Regions from separate parts of the Sus scrofa genome. Here region 1 is linked to region 2. A link is a contact called in public HiChIP or PLAC-seq data. All regions are on one chromosome and are shown on one strand. Each heading gives the region's core, a stretch centred on a gene start, on an enhancer-like site or on the middle of the called end of the contact. The rest is flanking DNA. Distances are from core to core; before and after follow the strand shown. Region 1 has its middle 110 kb from the start of MDH1. Region 2 overlaps UGP2 (UDP-glucose pyrophosphorylase 2).

What was found. HiChIP or PLAC-seq counts read pairs in DNA pulled down with a chosen protein or histone mark.
Region 1: a contact with region 2 is called in an H3K27ac HiChIP or PLAC-seq map of skeletal muscle. The contact joins two enhancer-like sites. A contact is called at or near these places in 1 of 47 Hi-C or Micro-C datasets (skeletal muscle) and 2 of 2 datasets of contacts at active chromatin or transcription factors (alveolar macrophages and skeletal muscle).

The regions. Positions count from the first base shown.
Region 1 is chr3:78,149,762-78,154,267 of Sscrofa11.1, reverse strand. No RefSeq gene overlaps it. Among named protein-coding and RNA genes, the nearest start is that of MDH1, 110 kb to the left of the region's middle. Within about 2 kb of position 1,622, at least 8 of the 83 cell types and tissues checked have an H3K27ac peak or open chromatin away from gene starts, as enhancers often do. A contact at or near this core is called in skeletal muscle, where this site is marked.
Region 2 is chr3:77,988,733-77,993,112 of Sscrofa11.1, reverse strand. All of the region lies in intron 3 of UGP2 (UDP-glucose pyrophosphorylase 2), which reads left to right. Among named protein-coding and RNA genes, the nearest start is that of UGP2, 40 kb to the left of the region's middle. Within about 2 kb of position 1,457, at least 6 of the 83 cell types and tissues checked have an H3K27ac peak or open chromatin away from gene starts, as enhancers often do. A contact at or near this core is called in skeletal muscle, where this site is marked.

The DNA of each region.
Region 1 (4,506 bases), core at 373-2,872, 160 kb before region 2:
CTCGGTGTGTACTCTATCACGTCAGGGCCTTACGGTAGGCAACACCTTCTTGATGGCACTTTAGAGTCTGGAGTCAGGAAGACCCAAATGGAGGCTGCCTCTTGACACACCCTCCAGGCCTTTCCACCTGGCTCTCAGCCCGCTGGCTTCCTATTGGGTGTGGCCAGTGTGAGTCCTAATAGGAGACATGTGGGAAAAATAGGGAGTTGAATGAGGTGGCCTCCGCTGACTATGCTCTTCCACTGAAGATCACTGATCCTTTCAAGGCTGCTCCCACACACAGGACTTTCTCCTTTCAGGGTCTGGGAGCTACTCTCTCCTCTGGATACTTTGATTCTAGGTGTGGTAACAGCTCAGCTGCTACTAGCTCTAGCTTACTGCACTACTGCTTGTAGATCCCTACTTTGCATACTCATTTGATAATCTTTTATAAAACAAAAAAATCCCACTTTGAATTATCATCAAGCTTGTCACCTGTTTCTGGTTGAGACCCAAACTAATATGCTCCACTTCACTACTCATTAGCTGAATGGCCTCGGGCAATTTATGTAACTCATCTTCGTTTGTTTCCTCATTCACAAACTATGAGGATATCCCTTCTTTAGAGGAGTACTTAGGTAAGTATCTGACACTTTGTAAATGTGTTTCTAGCCCATCTCTCTCTAAGGGGCTACTTCATAGTAGCCCCACTAGCAACTAACTGGCTGGACCTCCCTGGAGTTAAGATGATATCATCTGCCTGACAATGAGTATCATCTGAGGCTGCTGCTATGTTCCTGTGATTTCCATATCTTTACACTCTCACTATTTGACATCTCCACTGGGATAGCTCACAGCTACCTTAAAATCAGCTATGGCCTAAACACGACTCATATCCTTCCCTCCTAAACTTCCCACATCCTCTAGTTCCATAACACCACCATCTACCCAGTTTTTAAAGTCAGAAACTTTTGGAGTCATTCTTGACAACTTCCTGTCTCATATAACCAACCAAGCAGCAACTCTTGTCAATTCTGCTTCCTGTATTATCTCTGAAATTTGTTTACTATGCCCAAAGCCTGATGCCACAACCGTCCCCTGATGCCACAACCATTAACTCTTAGCTGGATCATTGTAAGAGCCTTCTCTAGGGCTCCCTGTGCCTCCTCTGGTCCCTTATAGTCCAGAATCCACAGAGCAGAGAGTGTTCTTTCAAAAAATATAAATCTTAAAAAAAAAAAAAACAGTCTCACAACCAGTAACTCCCTCATTCTTCTGGCTTCAGTCACAATGGGTTTTCAGATTCTTGACATGCTTTTCCAATTTTTGAGCCTTCCCACAAACCATTCCCTTCACCTAGAATGCTTCCCTTTCCCTACTCCTCCTACTTGGCTAATATCTGCCCACCCTTCAGAACTGAAACTGTGTATCACTTCCTCACAACCACCTTCCTGGATCTCCCTACCCTTTGACCTGGTCAGGTTCTGCTATTATACACTCTCTTAGAATCTTATTTCTTTGTAGTCCTTATCATATTGCTAGTTGAAAATTTTTTCCTAGAGCAGAAGCTCCATGTGGAGATTCATGATTAGCTGCCCAGCCCTCACACAGTGCTTTGTACTGGTAGCTGACATTCTATAAATAGTTGCTGAAGTATGGGTGAATGAACACATGTTAATGCCAGTGTGTATTATATCCAACTTTGCCTTACTCCCCGCCCCCCAACGTGAACAGTTGACAAGCAGCACCATAGGTCAGTTCCTATCCTCTGGCCCCAACCAGTGCTGGTTTGAACCACCACTGAAATCCTAGCACACCTCCAAAAGAGCTGAGGCAACATGGATTATAAATCCTTATATGAAAGCATTCTTATTTTTCTCCTACTCTTTTAAATATAAAAGAAATACACTCACTAAGAAAACCTGGCAAAGTTCAAACATTAAAAAAACAAGAAAAAAATTGACAGAACATTGTAAATCAGCTATAATAAAAAAAAATTTAAGGAGAAAAATAATCTCCCACAATCTCAACAGCTAGGATGGTTTCCATTTTAAACCTCTAGTAAATTAGTGTGGCATTTTAGCATGTTTTCTACCTGTGTTTCAATTTGAAATTCCTTTATCCTTAACAACCCACATACCTAGCACGTGGCTTATTACGTCTTACCTCGTTTAAGAAAGTTGTATGAAAGATAGGTTATAGACCCTCAAATACAGACTGCTGAGCAATTAAGGAAAATACCTGAATGATGCATTTTGTTTGATATAGTTGTTTATTGCTATACTAAAATTCGTGCCTATAAATGTATTTACATTTCTCAATAGGAAAAACTCCCATTGTGGCTCAGCAGGTTAAAGACCCTATGTTGTCTTTGTGAGGATGAGGTTTTGGTCCCTAGCCTTGCTCAGTAGGTTGAGGATCCAGCATTGCCACAAGCTGAGGCATAGTCACAGATGTAGCTTGAATCCACTGCTGCTGTTGCTATGGCATAGGCCTCAGCTGCAGCTCCAATTCCACCCCAGCCCAGGAACTTCCATATGCTGCAGGTGCAGCTATGAAAAAAGAAAAGAAAAGAAAAAAGACAAAAAGGACAGAATGGACTAAAAGTGACAAATTTTTTGATGTTCTAGTTTTCCATTAAATTAGTAAACAAAAAATGGTTTTATGCCTTTTTTTCCTTCTTCTCCTTCTTAACTACCAAAAGGCAAAAAAGGCACTCTTTGAAAGAATCCCAGCAATACTTTCACTGTAGGTCACATTTCCTGGGGAATTTATTTTCCAGTTCTCCTGCTTCTACAGATTTTACTAATCATTGAGCGTGACCAAATTTTCATATTAAAAAAAATCATAATTCCTCTATGACAGATTTAGCTTCTAAATATCATTAATCGTATCTCGGTATCTGCAAAGACTTAGAAAGCAAGAATAGGGCATAATGGAGCAAAAGTTAAGAGTGTGTCAGGAAGTTCCCTTGCGGCAAATTAGGTTAAGGATCTGGCACTGCCAAAGCTGTGATGCAGGTCACTACTGTGGTGCAAGTTTGATTCCAGGTCAGGGAATTCCACATACTGTGGGTATGGCCAAAGGAGGGAAAAAAAAAAAAAAGAGTGGGTCAAACCTTTAAACAGGAATATGAAGAAACTCAGATGAAAATATGAGCAACAAATTTTAAAACTCTCCTAGTGAGCAATTTTTAAAAGCTCTAAAACTAACCATTAACACTAACCTCCCTCGTTAAAGAACTCAGTAAGTGGTTTGTCATTGACTGGTTACCCTAAAAACCCACCTCAGCCAGACACACAGGCATGTGAACAGCTCTTGAAAAATCTGTTTGTGCAGAGAGGCAATTCATTTTTGTTTCTAGGACTGGCTCTGTGCCTGTAAGAACAGTTTTCATACACATTTGCCTCTGGAATTTTTTATGAAAACTTTGCAACATCTTTTTACTTGACAAGTAAATTGCTTCTACCTTGCAGCAAGCAATTTAAAGAAGCTGAAGTTAAAACACCCCCCAGTACTGCAAATTCCAGAAAACAATAATGCAGACAAAGTATTATTTAGTGATCTGCCATAATGTAACACCACCTCCAGAAGAATACTGAAGATAAAATGAATGTATCTTGTAACATCTAACCATGTACAGATATATGAGTAACATATAAGCGAATAGAAAGAAAGGGAAAAAAGGAAGTTAGAGGATTGCTTTATCCAAGCAGCAGCTTTATAGCTTTTGGGAAGAAGGAACAGCTGCTCCTAACCTACTTCAAGTGTAGGAAACAACAAAAAATAAGTCTTTCAAAAACCAGACCCACATCTGGAACTATATAGCTCCTACTTACAGGAACTATGCTTGGCCAAACCCCAGGGCCTGGATTAAGGCAAAAGGAGTGAGGAGCCCGCCAGCTCAACGTTTGAGGAGGTGATCTCTCTTGAGGATGGATCAAGGGAGGGTCAGGTCTGAGAATGAGTGCCTCCTTAAAAGTTGAGTTCTGGGACCTCACTCACCTCCCCCTAGTCTGGGCCCTGTGAAATGCTACATAAACATTCATGTGATACTTTTTCAAAGTAATGCCTTATAATTTATTTGTCTCATAACAACCCTACAAAGTAGATGTATAATTTCCCTCATTTTACAGGTGCGGAAACTGAGGCTCAATGTTAAGTGAGCCAGTTACTCCATTAGCAATCAGGGTGTCAAGACTTGAATGTGGGCCTTCTGACTTTAGCCCTGGCATTCTTCCACTCAGTAGCTCCCTCATATACCATTCAGGACAGCTTATCTCTGAATTCCAAGGGGATGCCTTCCAGCAGATTTCAAGGAACTTTTCAATATACAGTCTCATGAACACAAACTGAAAATACTTTGGAAGTTACTTTGGAACTTACTCTCCGTCTAACTATTCATCCAGTCCTTATTTATAACTGACATCAAGAATTATATATCTCTACCCCCCAAAATCCTCAATTTATATTTTATAAGAATATGCAGTGACATACTTGGTACAGCTTTTGAACAAGACTTGTTAT
Region 2 (4,380 bases), core at 208-2,707:
TTAGATGTCAAGTATTTGATGGAAAGGTATAGAGAGAGAGAGGCTGCCACTGAGATTGGGTGATTGATGAAATGGGGACCTTGAGATGGGCAGAGAGATTGCTTTAGGGTGGGGGACAGCTGTTCCTGTGGCCAGAAGGAAGAGGAAGCAACAAAGGTAGAGATGCAGGAAGGTCCTGAGGGTCTGATCTGGGGGCAGAAGTTCGAGGGCATTCCCATATAGGATGGTTTTATTTGCCCTCTGAGCTCATCTTGGTGGCTGAGGGGGTGTTGGTGAGCATGTTGGTGGTGCGTGTGATAATGTAGATGATTTGCCAACTTTTCCTGAATGAGAAAATCTCTGGTCTAAGTATGATTTTTCTGTCATTAAATTAATTGGTAGGAGCTTGCAAATGACTCAGAATTTGGTCGTTACTGTTAGAAATATGAAATGAAAAGACAATATATGAAAGTACCTAGTTCAGGCCTTGGTTTGCAGACTCTGTGCATAAGGGTTTGGTGACTAAGCTGATGTTCTTGGAATACTTCCTGTACATATGGAGCGTCATTTCAAACTTATTTACTGTTTGTACAGCTCATTTTCTTTCAAGCCAACTTGCTTTTGTTGGGGAAAAAAGAAACTTTTGGATTGCAATAATCACATCCTTGTGAACCATAACAGGGCAGGTACTGTTAGTTTGTTTTCGGTATTTGGCACTGTGTCCAGGTATAGCACGAATATGCTACCAAGAACTGGGTTATACTCTTGCTAATGGGAACAGTGTGTCTCCATGACTATGTGATGAATTCAGCTTTTCTTCTAACTGGAAACTAAGTTATGAACAGACTTGGCAAGATGCAGATCATGGTAAACAATTTTTAAAAGATATTTTAAAGAATCTTTCTGCAGAAAAACTAGATTGATACCTCAAAGGGCTTAATGTTGCTTAAATTATGTTCTTTTGTAGATTGCCAACTACTTTCTTTTGTTGATTCACTAGAGGAAGCTAGGTGTTTGACCTATTCTTTTTCCCAGTGAGGAGAGGAAAAGAGTGGCCTCATCTCCCCTGTGCATTTTGCAGGGAGCCTCATGCCATTTGCCCTACCTCACTTGTATGGGTTGCCCTACTGTATATATACTTGTAGCAGAGGTCTTGGAAGACTGAATTCTATTCATGTCTGGGAGAAAGACAAACAGGGTGATGAAGTTGAAAGCACAAAGATAGCACTAGTGATTGACTAAAGTGACTCAATCAGAGTATCATGGAGGCCGTGTCCAGCAGTGCATGGTACTCCCTGTGGTCTCCCAACACCTCCATCTTAGCCTGAATGGATGTCTTTGTGCATTCTCCTGGGGGAGCTGAAGGGGGGAAAGTGGAGGGCAGGTCTAAAAATGTCTCTGTGACTAGGTGTGTCCAGTGTAACTTCAGCCGTTGCCAAGCAACCTGCTAACACAGGACCCTTTGGTTTGTGGGAATAAACTGAACTCTGTGGGATTGCTTGGTGAGGTCCCTGGTAGAGGGTGTAAACAGCAACACCAACAGAGGGAACTTGTGCTGGCATATAGGGTGATTTATGTGATGGAAAGCTGAGCTTACCGCCTAATTTAACCTGTAATTAGTTGTAGACCAAAAGTGTCTTGGCTTCCAGGACTCATGTGATCGGTGCCTTTCTATGTGTGCGTGTCTGTCTGTGTTGGGGTTGGGGTCGGTGTTATTTGGAACATAAGTGAAGGACATCCAGTTGAGGCTGCTGCTGCTTTTTTTTTTTTTTTTTCTTCCGTTGAGGTCTCTAACAGCAACACTAACTTGATGACTCTGGACATCTCTTCCCTGGTCACACCCTGTTACTTCATACCTTGTGACTCTTCTTTCCATTCTCTCCATAGTCAATTCCTCTCCAGAGTATTTAATTAGCTGCTTTAAGAATTAGATATATCAAGACAAGTAGGTGTTATACTGAAAACACTACCTAAAGAAACATGGTTCCTTGACATTTGTAGGGGTAGGATGACTCCCTGCCCACTTAACTTGGGGTTGCAAGTTTCTAAATACGGCATTTCACAGGGAATTCTGGGCCCTCACCTCAATGATCAACAAGTCTCTCTACTTGTGAGTTTCCTGGGCCTGTGCCCCCAAATCTTTATTAGCTCCGTTTAAAATTTAATGTTATGCTTGGATCAGCTTATTTTATTTGACTCCAAATATTTGAAAAGTAATTCAGAAGTACATTTTAAATTTAAACTCAAGTTCTTAAGATGCCAATCTTGCGAAGATTTTAATTAAAACTAAAAGTATATTTAATATACCTTTGGCTGAAGGCCAAATTGTGTAGTGTTAAAAATAATTCTGAGGCTGAGACCTTTTATCACCATTATAGAATAAAATTTCCACATACAGGGAAAAATTTGTTTAACCTCCATAGATTCAGTTATAAGGAATTGTCTTCTTAAAGCATTCTAGTAAAAGGCATGTTTTGAAGTTTGATTAATATGAAGAAAACTGATTTTTCTTTACTTTTCTCTAAGTAGTTATTTTCTTTATGGTATGTGGACTAAAGATTTTTTTTTTCATGAATATACATGATGTTGGAAGGTTTTTTCCCTCCTGGTGAAATTTAAGGCAACAAGGTTATGTTTGGTTTTTAATTGATCTGCACAGTAGGCAAAAAATTTCTATTAGTATTTTTTCTTAAGGTAATGTCATCAAGGTTCATTCATATTATAGCAAGTGTCTGAACTTCCTTCCTTTTTAAGGCTGAAAAACATTCCACATGTGTATATACCATATTTTGTTTCATCCATTCATGTGTTGATGGGCATTTGAGTTGCTTCTGTTTTTGGCTGTTGTGAATAATGCTGCTGTGAAGGTGAGTGTACAAATATCTCTTTGAGACCCTGCTTTCAATTATTTGGGGATATACCTAGAAGTGGAACTGTTGGATCATACAATTCTTCTATTTTTAATTTTTTTTAGGAACCACCATATTTTTTTCCTTAATGGGCACACCATTTTTACATTCCCACCAACAGTGCACAGGGGCTCCAAAAGCAATTTTGTGGTTTTTCTTTAAATATTAACCATGTATCTTCAATGTTGCTATGCTCACATTATCCTAACAGTTTATTCATGAGGTCTTTAGATTTTTCTACATATAAAATCATACCATTAAAGTTATCACCATGATGGAATGGGTGAAGAATCTGACTGCAGCAGCTCAGGTCACTGTGGAGGTACAGGTTCCATCCCTAGCTGGGCACAGTGGCTTAAAGGATCTGGTGTTGCCACAGCCATGGCTCGGATTCAGTCCCTGACCTGAGAACTTCCCTATGCCATGGGTGTGACCATAAAAAATAAATAAAAATCATATCATCTGTGAATAATGACAGTTTTATCTCTTAATGGATATGCAAATTGAATACTAGATGGCAGTAAAAAGTGAATGTATTATAGCTACATACATTAATGTGAATAATTCTTAAAATAATACTGAATTAAAGAAGTCACAGGAGGATACTTTATAGGATGACTCACTTTATTTAAAAGTTTAGAGACAAAATTAAGTAAAATATTGTTACTATGAATACATACGTAGGTGGCAAAACTACGGAGAATCTGAACGAACATGATCAGGGACAGGTGCATGGAAGCAGCTGCTCTATGGCAGTATTCTTTTTAAATTTAGGTTTTCCTTTCAACCGTATATGTGTATTTTATAAACTTCTGTATATACCGTGTTTCACAATGAAAGTTTATTAGGTGAAGTCAGAAAACATAGGCCTGTCTCACCTTATGTAGAAAAAAAAATTGCTTCTTTGTATTCTATTTTTTAAAAATATACTCAAACATTAGATAGATTAAAAAGAACTCTGAACTAACAATTTTTCCTGAAATGAATATAGAACTAGGGGTTCAGTTAAATTGATTTTTCACACCCTTGTGAGACTTATGTAAATGTCAGGCTCTTTTCTAGGAAGTCAGAGGTAACTTCTAAATGGAAATAGTTGGCGCTTAAAAGATAATTCAGAAAATTATTGGCTTGGTCGCATTTGCTAGTAACTTTTGAGTAAATGTAATGCTCCCAAGAAATTCTCCTGTCTGGTAATGGATGCTTGAAGCCATTGTATCATAGTGACATTCCTTGTACTGACTGGTTGATTTCGGCAGCTGTGCTAGAAGGGATTCCAAGCTACCATAGTACATCAGGATGACAAGAGGTTGTGGCTCTGTCATCTACTCTTACATTTCTAGTAGTGTGGCACTTAAATTGACTTTCTCCCATGCTGTATTCTTTGAAATCCTTAAACAAACGATGTTCACGACAGTGAATTTAAAATATCCTTCAAAGAGTTTCAGTCAGCTGGGCCACAGGCATTGTGTGTGTTGGGCATCTGCGTTGTTAT